Regions from separate parts of the Sus scrofa genome. Here region 1 is linked to region 2. Evidence: chromatin contacts called from public targeted proximity ligation data. All regions are on one chromosome and are shown on one strand. The core of a region is the stretch at or near the end of the contact, and the rest is flanking DNA. Distances in the headings are between cores, read along the strand shown. Region 1 has its middle 35 kb from the start of PAWR. Region 2 overlaps OTOGL (otogelin-like protein).

Region 1 (3,460 bases), core at 190-2,689, 380 kb after region 2:
TGAGCATTTAATCATCATTGTCATAACTGGTCCAAAAATAGCTTCGGTAATTGGGCCAGCCCAGAAGACCAGCAATTTCTAAAGCTAACAACACCTTTAGCAAGCAGATTATTTTATGATTCACTCCTCTCATGACCCCTCATAAAAGAAAGACAATCGTTATGTGGTGAGAATATGGACGTAATTAAGCGTTTTAAGTGTTCACTAGTTGTTGAGATGGGTTTGGTCTGCGCAGATAATTGCTTTGATGTTAGAAAAAGGATCAGGAGTTCCCGTCGTGGCACAGTGGTTAACGAATCCAACTAGGAACCATGGGGTTGTGGCTTCAGTCCCTGGCCTTGCTCAGTGGGTTGAGGATCCGGCGTTGCCGTGAGCTGTGGTGTAGGTTGCAGACGCGGCTCGGATCCCGCCTTGCTGTGGCTCTGGCGTAGGCTGGTGGCTACAGCTCCGATTCGACCCCTAGCCTGGGAACCTCCATATGCCGTGGGAGCGGCCCAGGAAATAGCAAAAAGACAAAAAAAAAAAAGAAAAAAGAAAAAAAGAAAAAGGATCATACCTGTTAGAGTGTAAGTTTTCATGGAGAGAAATGTGTGATCATTAGAAAACGTCAAAGAGGTAAAAACCCTTCTCATGGTTACACTGTGCCCTTCATTCTAACCGCAGCTCCTATGACATTCGCTGTTAACATACGTGGTCTCAAGACTTTTTTTACACAGAGTAATACTTGATTTAGTAAAAGGTATGAACTGCGGATACTATTTTAAAAAAAAAGAATATGTTAGTACTTTTAAGCCCCTCCTGTAACCTGATAGTTTTACAGGACTCCAAGGATCTGTACTAAGCACGGATTCGCCGTTCTGATTAATTGCAATTAACAGGTAATCTGGGCTTGAACGTAAATCCTCTAAGGAATTTGCTCTATCAAAAAGAAAGTTTATTACTAGCAGAGGTAAACTTCATAGCTAAACCAAAAATGAGCCTCTTCTTTTTGTATTTATAAAAGCGTTTTCATCTAAAACATCAGAGATTTAAAGTAACCGAGGTCGTCGGCAACGACTTTCAATATATTAATGGAAACAGCATTGACCAAAGTGAGGATCTGAAATCTACTGTTGACATCCATCACTTGAACCACTAGGTGGCGCCAACAAGCTTTTTCCAAATATGTACACGACCCGCCGTCTGTTTTCAGTCACCCCTTCTGTCCCACCCACCTGTGAACAATACCCAGTTCTGCCCTTCCCAGCATGTCTACAAATTCATCCCATCTGTTTAAGGACAACTGGATAAAGTCATGGCTCGAGACAACAATAAGTGTTCTTGCCTTAGCAAATTGACTACATACTTAAGTTATTTATACTATGATTGGTGGGAAAAAAACAAAACAAAACTGGATTGAGGGTTAAATAGCCCTAGTTTTGTTCTCAGCTCCACCCCCAACTATCTAAGCAAGTAACTAAACCTCTCTGGTTACCAGTCTCCTGGTCAGGAAAGTGACAGTTTGGGACTAGTAGAACGGTTCCAAAATGCCTTAAGTAAGAAAGACTTTTCTCCTACAAATGCCTCAGAATTCTACTATGGAAAACAAATGAAAGCACGGCTGAGTGGGGCGGGGGATGTTAGAAAGTTTTAAAGGCTGTACGGGAAGCACTTTCTGCTTTGCTTCCCATTACTGTCCACCGTGTCCAACCTGCGGTCCCTACAGTCCAAAAAAATCATTTGGAGACTTTGAAAGAGGAAATTACTAAGGTCCTTTCTGTTCCAGAAGTCTGATTCCAAGTATGTAGCTATGTGCAAATTCCTAAACATTTTTTCTCTTTATCTGCCCGCTTCCAGGATATGGTGCTGGTATCACTTCCTCCATTTTGCAGATGAGTAATCTGAAGCTGAACCATTTAATGTCTTTAAAAAAAATCACCTAGACAGAGGACCAGAAACCAGGACCTCTGGTCTTCTTTTTTCAAATAAACTTTTTCTTGTAGAAAATTACAGTTTCACATGGAGTAGTAAAACAAACAAACAAACAAACGTAGGAACCCTGTGCACCGTTTACCCCGTTTCCCTCAACGGTAGTGTTTTGGAAAATTACAGCATCATTTCACAGCCAGTATCAGGATCTCAGCACAGTCAGGATGCAGAGAACGATGACAACATCACAGGAGCCCCTACGTTGTGATTTTATAGCTGCATACACTTCCCTCCTACCCCTACCCCTTTCTCAGCCCCTCGAAACTACAAATTTGTTCGAATTTTGTCATTTTAAAAATGATACATAAATGGCATGCAATAGTATATAACCTTTTATGATTTATGTTTCCTCTCACTATGCTCCTCTGGAGATTTATCCAGATAGGTCATATTCCAAGAGTTCTTTCTTTTTTTGGAGTCCCCGCTGTGGCGCAGTGGGTTAAGGATCTGGTGCTGCCACATTTGTGGCATAGGTCACAGCTGCGGCTTAGATTGGGTCCCTGGCCCAAGAACTTCCATATGTCATGGATGTGGCCAAAAAACAAAAAGAGTTCATTCCTTTTTACTGCTGAAGGGCATTTCATGATATGGATATACCTCAGATTTAGCCATTTACCCACCGAAGGAGAGCTGGGATGTTTTCAGTTGGGGGCTCTTTTGGATAAAACTGCCATAAGCATTTGTGTGCAGCTATTTGTGTGAACATAACTTTTTATTTCTCTGGGATAAATGCCCAGGAGCACAATTACTGAGTCATTATGTAGCTGCATGATTATTTTTTAAAGAAACTGCTAAACTCTTTCCCAGGGTGTGTGTCATTTTACATTCCTACCAGCAGTGTAGGAATGACCCGGTTCCCCGCCTCCCCGTCCACACCAGAAGTCACTGCTTCTTTTTGTTTCAGCCATTCTGATAGGTGTGTAGGGATGTATCATTGTGTTCTTAATTTTCATTTCCGTATGGGCTAGTGTTGCTAAAGATTTTTTTCACGTGTATATTTGCTATCTGTATGTTCTGTTCCATGAAACGTCTCTTTGTGCTTTGATGATTTTCTAACTGAATTTCTTTTTTAACTACTGTTAAGTTTTTAGAGTTCTTTATGTGTTCTAAACAGTAGTCTTTGTCTTTTCATCCTCTTAACAGGATTTTTTGCACGGGAGATTTTAAGTTTTTGATGAAAAAATTTATCAAGTTTTCCATTCATTCGTCATGGTTTTGGCATCAAGTCTAAATAATGCTTTATCTTTTTCTAGATCTCAAAGGCCTTCTCTTATGTTTTTGTCTAAAAGTTTTATAGTTTCAGAGTTCCCATCTTGACTCAGTGGAAAAGAATCTCGGAGCATCCATGTGGACGCAGGTGTGATCCCTGAGCTCACTCTGGGTTAAAGATTCAGCATTGCTGTGAGCTGTGGTATAGGTCGCAGGAGCGGCTTGGATCTGGCGTTGCTGTGGCCTAGGCCAGGGGCTACAGTTCCAATGAGACCCCCTAGCC
Region 2 (3,745 bases), core at 441-2,940:
CAGCTTGTGGCTACAAAGACTCTCTGGCCCGCATTCAACGGTCTGACTTTTGTGATATTTTTGTCTTACAGGCAAACATATTCTGGTTTTAGAAGTCTCCTAGAAATTCATTTCTTCCATGAAATAAATTAACACTGAACAATTTCTGCTAAAGGAGGCAGGAGAGGTTTTTTAAGAAAGAAAAGAAAAGCAGGGAGTTCCCTTCATGGCTCAGGGGTTAACGAACCCGACTAGGATCCATGAGGATCCATTAGGGTTTGATTCCTGGCCTCACTCAGTGGGTTAAGGATCTGGCGTTGCCATAAGCTATGGTGTAGGTCGCAGACAGAGTTCAGATCCCGCGTTGCTATGGCGTAGACCGGCAACTACAGCTCCAATTCAACCCCTAGCTTGGAAACTTCATATGCCACTGGTGCAGCCCTAAAAAGCAGAAAAAGAAAAAGAAAGAGAGAGAGAGAGAGAGAGGGAGGAAAGGAAGAAAGGAAAGGCGGGAGGAAGGGAGGGAAGCAGAAGAAAGCTAATTTCATTCTTATGAGACTTAACCAATTTCCCAGCTGGTGGGTCTTGTTTGGTCAATTGGTCAAATATTGGCTACTCTTTGTTTTACTGAAAAAACATGCTTGCTATCCATGCTTCAAAGAAAATAAACATCAAGTTGAAGACAGTGTTGAGTAAAAAAAAGATGATTCAACTGGGAGTCACAAAATCTGAATTATGTTTAGCAGTTAATAGTTGTGGTACATGGGACCCTGAACTTTTCACTCTATGTCTCATTTTCCCATCAGAAAAATGGAATAACATACTTCCTTCTTCCAGACTCTCTCTTAATCTGTCTGAATATCTATTTGTGATCCACTCAGCAAAATACCTTAAAGGATGCATCATTCTTTACTTTGCCAAAAGTGGTGGGTGCTTTTTCCTTATGTACCCACAAAAAAAAAAAATTAAAGAGACCAATTATAAAATCCTTGGAAGATTAAACACAGATAAAAGAATTGAAGTAGTGCTGTGGGAAAGCTTAAGTCAAACGAACATACTGAAAGCTCTGGGGAGGATCGATTGTTTATGATCCTGTTCTCTAGAGACTGAAATTCTCTGGATGCACCAGATGGTTTTATTTATATAGCAGAAGTTCAGCTCCAGTGAGGTGCTGCTTGCAAATTCACACAGAAATAAAAGAACCCATATTTATAGATGGGTATGTATCCTTGCTCACAAGAGGGATTTTCCATTGTTTCTTACAGATGTTTGAACAAATTTAAATGCTGACATTTAAGAGAAGGCCCACCACATTGGAAAAGGACAGCAGCCTCCCAAAACAGCAAGTCATCCACAGCTTAATATTTAACAGCAGAAAGGGACAGACTTTCGCGTCTCTCCTCTACCCAAGAAGGAGAAATCTCTTTGATGTTCATATACAATCCTATCTCCTCAAATAGCATTACTGAAAATGAAAAAGAAACCCAACCCTCTCACCATCTGAATATTTCAAGCAGCATCCTGTGTCTACTACTGGCACCGAGTCAGCCCTGCCAGCCCAGTTAGAGCTCATGGCAGTGACCCAACTCATTGTGGCTGTTTGTGGTCCCCAGATCAGATTTCAAAAAAGAAGGGGCAGCAATCCGGTGACCTTCTCAAGATAGCAGAGAACAACATGACTGACACCTGATCTTCCTGCTAACATTAGCTCCCAATCAAAGGTGGTGCCAGGATTGCGTCAGGCCCCAGCCCACAACCTTTCCGTCCTCCTGCAAGAGGGGTGGAGCCTCCCGTCACCCACTGAGTTTCCCTTTTAGAATGCTTCTTGCTTTCAGATCCAAGGAAGTTTGGTTTCATTGACATTTGAGATAGAGCTCAGGGCCCGCCTTAATTGAGATTTCCTGTTCTTTATAATGCATGCACAGCTACGATTTATTACCTCTATACCTCGCGAGGTTCAATGGGATTCATAACCAAAACATGGTTATAAAAGCTCTAAAATGAACAACCCTGGACATTCATATCATAATCACTTGGAGTCTTTTTCCTACACATCTATCATCCTGCCGTCCTTTCTTGAAAACGTGACCAGCCTTCTTCCTGGACTCCGAGTCATCATTCCCTTCTACGTCTGCTGGGTCTTCAAGACGGGCTCAGGTGGAGTCCCAGTCAACTGGGAACCCAGTAAGGTCCTACAGAAGTACTCTATCTTCTAGGCCAGGCCACCTTATTTCCTACCTGACCAAACACCAAGATTCGTGTGAATAAACCACCTTGCTACTTGTTCCAACAACCCTCAAATCAGATCTCCGTCCTTCACCTTACAAACCCCTTGGGGAATGCGTGTTCTTTGACTATCTCCCAGCTTTTACCTAAAAGTCTACGCTGAGGCCTGAAAATTTCTGGAGTTCTGGAAATGTTCAAAGTACTATTGGCTTTACTCCAGCTCTGAGTATACATATAATAGATGATTTGAATCAGTAGAGATGCAAGTTTTCTATACAGAATTTTATCTTCTTTCTATATCCTTAAACAAACAATCTTTGAAGCCAGATAAAATGAGAAAAGAGGATGGAATTATTTCACCCTGCCTTGTTTGTTTCCATGAGGGTTCTAACCAAAAGGAAAAGATGAGTCATGCAGTATCATTCCCTATTTGGAGGCTTGGATCTGGGCTACTGTAACCAAAAGAGGGCAGTACTCCATGGGTTTTGAATTCACAGAAAGCAAAACTCCTCAATTTTTACTTGAACTCTCTGTTTTAAGCAAGACATTCCACTCTGTGTCACATGGAATACAGAGACGATTAAGACACTGCTCTAAACGTGCGAGAACAAGGAAAGAAGAAAGCAACGGGGTAGCAGCTAGAGCACAGCTATGTGTTGGAAAGTGGAAAAAGATAAATTTGGAAATAAAAAGTAGGATTTGATTGTGAGGGTGCCTTGTACATGACATGTTTATCTTTTATTTGGAATGCAATGGGGAGCCACTCAATGTTTCTGAGCAGGTTGGGGAAAGGATTAGAATTCTGTTTGGGTCCCTACACCTGATAGGAATGTACTGGAGAGGTTGAAATAGGGTGCGATCAAAAGGGCAGAGGGAAAACAGGAAAATGACATACAGGACATCCAAGAACTGATGAAGACCTAACCCAGAGGGACAGTGGCGAGAATGGAAAGGGGAGAACTGATGGGAGAGGCGCTGCAAAGGGGGGAAAAAAGCATTAATGGAGACGCTGTAGGGGAACCAAGACATGCCCAGTCTCACCTCTGAGAGTTGGGGATATGGGAGAACACGACCAAAACTGGGAAGACAGGAGAAAAGAACATTTTGAAACTGTTTTCTCTTCCGGGAGAGTGAACTATTACTCTGTGGCCAAGACGTAAGGCGTGCAGGATGGAAATGCAGGAGGGGCACGACCCCAGGAACGATCTCGGAAAGAAGAAGCAGACCCAAATGCATACCTCACCTTTTTCCTTTGTCACTTGCAGATATGGTGTTGGAGTTTATGACCTGTTCCCGTGTCCCCTTGGATTTATCCGACTCAACTTATTTGTCCTTTTATCCTGATCTCTTTACACTGGCATCTCATGGTAGCACCACCTCACATCCTTTTGTGAGTAAATTAGAATATTCATCAATTAATCAATTATAACATTTTTCTATACAGACCATAAAGATACAGCCACTGACATCAAGCACAAAGCTTCTTTTTTTTTGACTTTCTGTCTTTTCTAGAGCCGCTCCCATGGCATATGGAGGTTCC

The links.
Region 1: a targeted proximity ligation map of skeletal muscle shows a contact between it and region 2, with 4 times the contacts expected there. A contact is called at or near these places in 2 of 47 Hi-C or Micro-C datasets (embryonic fibroblasts and skeletal muscle) and 1 of 2 datasets of targeted methods (skeletal muscle).

Annotation. Positions count from the first base shown.
Region 1 is chr5:101,656,597-101,660,056 of Sscrofa11.1, forward strand. No RefSeq gene overlaps it. Among named protein-coding and RNA genes, the nearest start is that of PAWR, 35 kb to the right of the region's middle.
Region 2 is chr5:101,275,236-101,278,980 of Sscrofa11.1, forward strand. All of the region lies in intron 1 of OTOGL (otogelin-like protein), which reads right to left. Among named protein-coding and RNA genes, the nearest start is that of OTOGL, 41 kb to the right of the region's middle.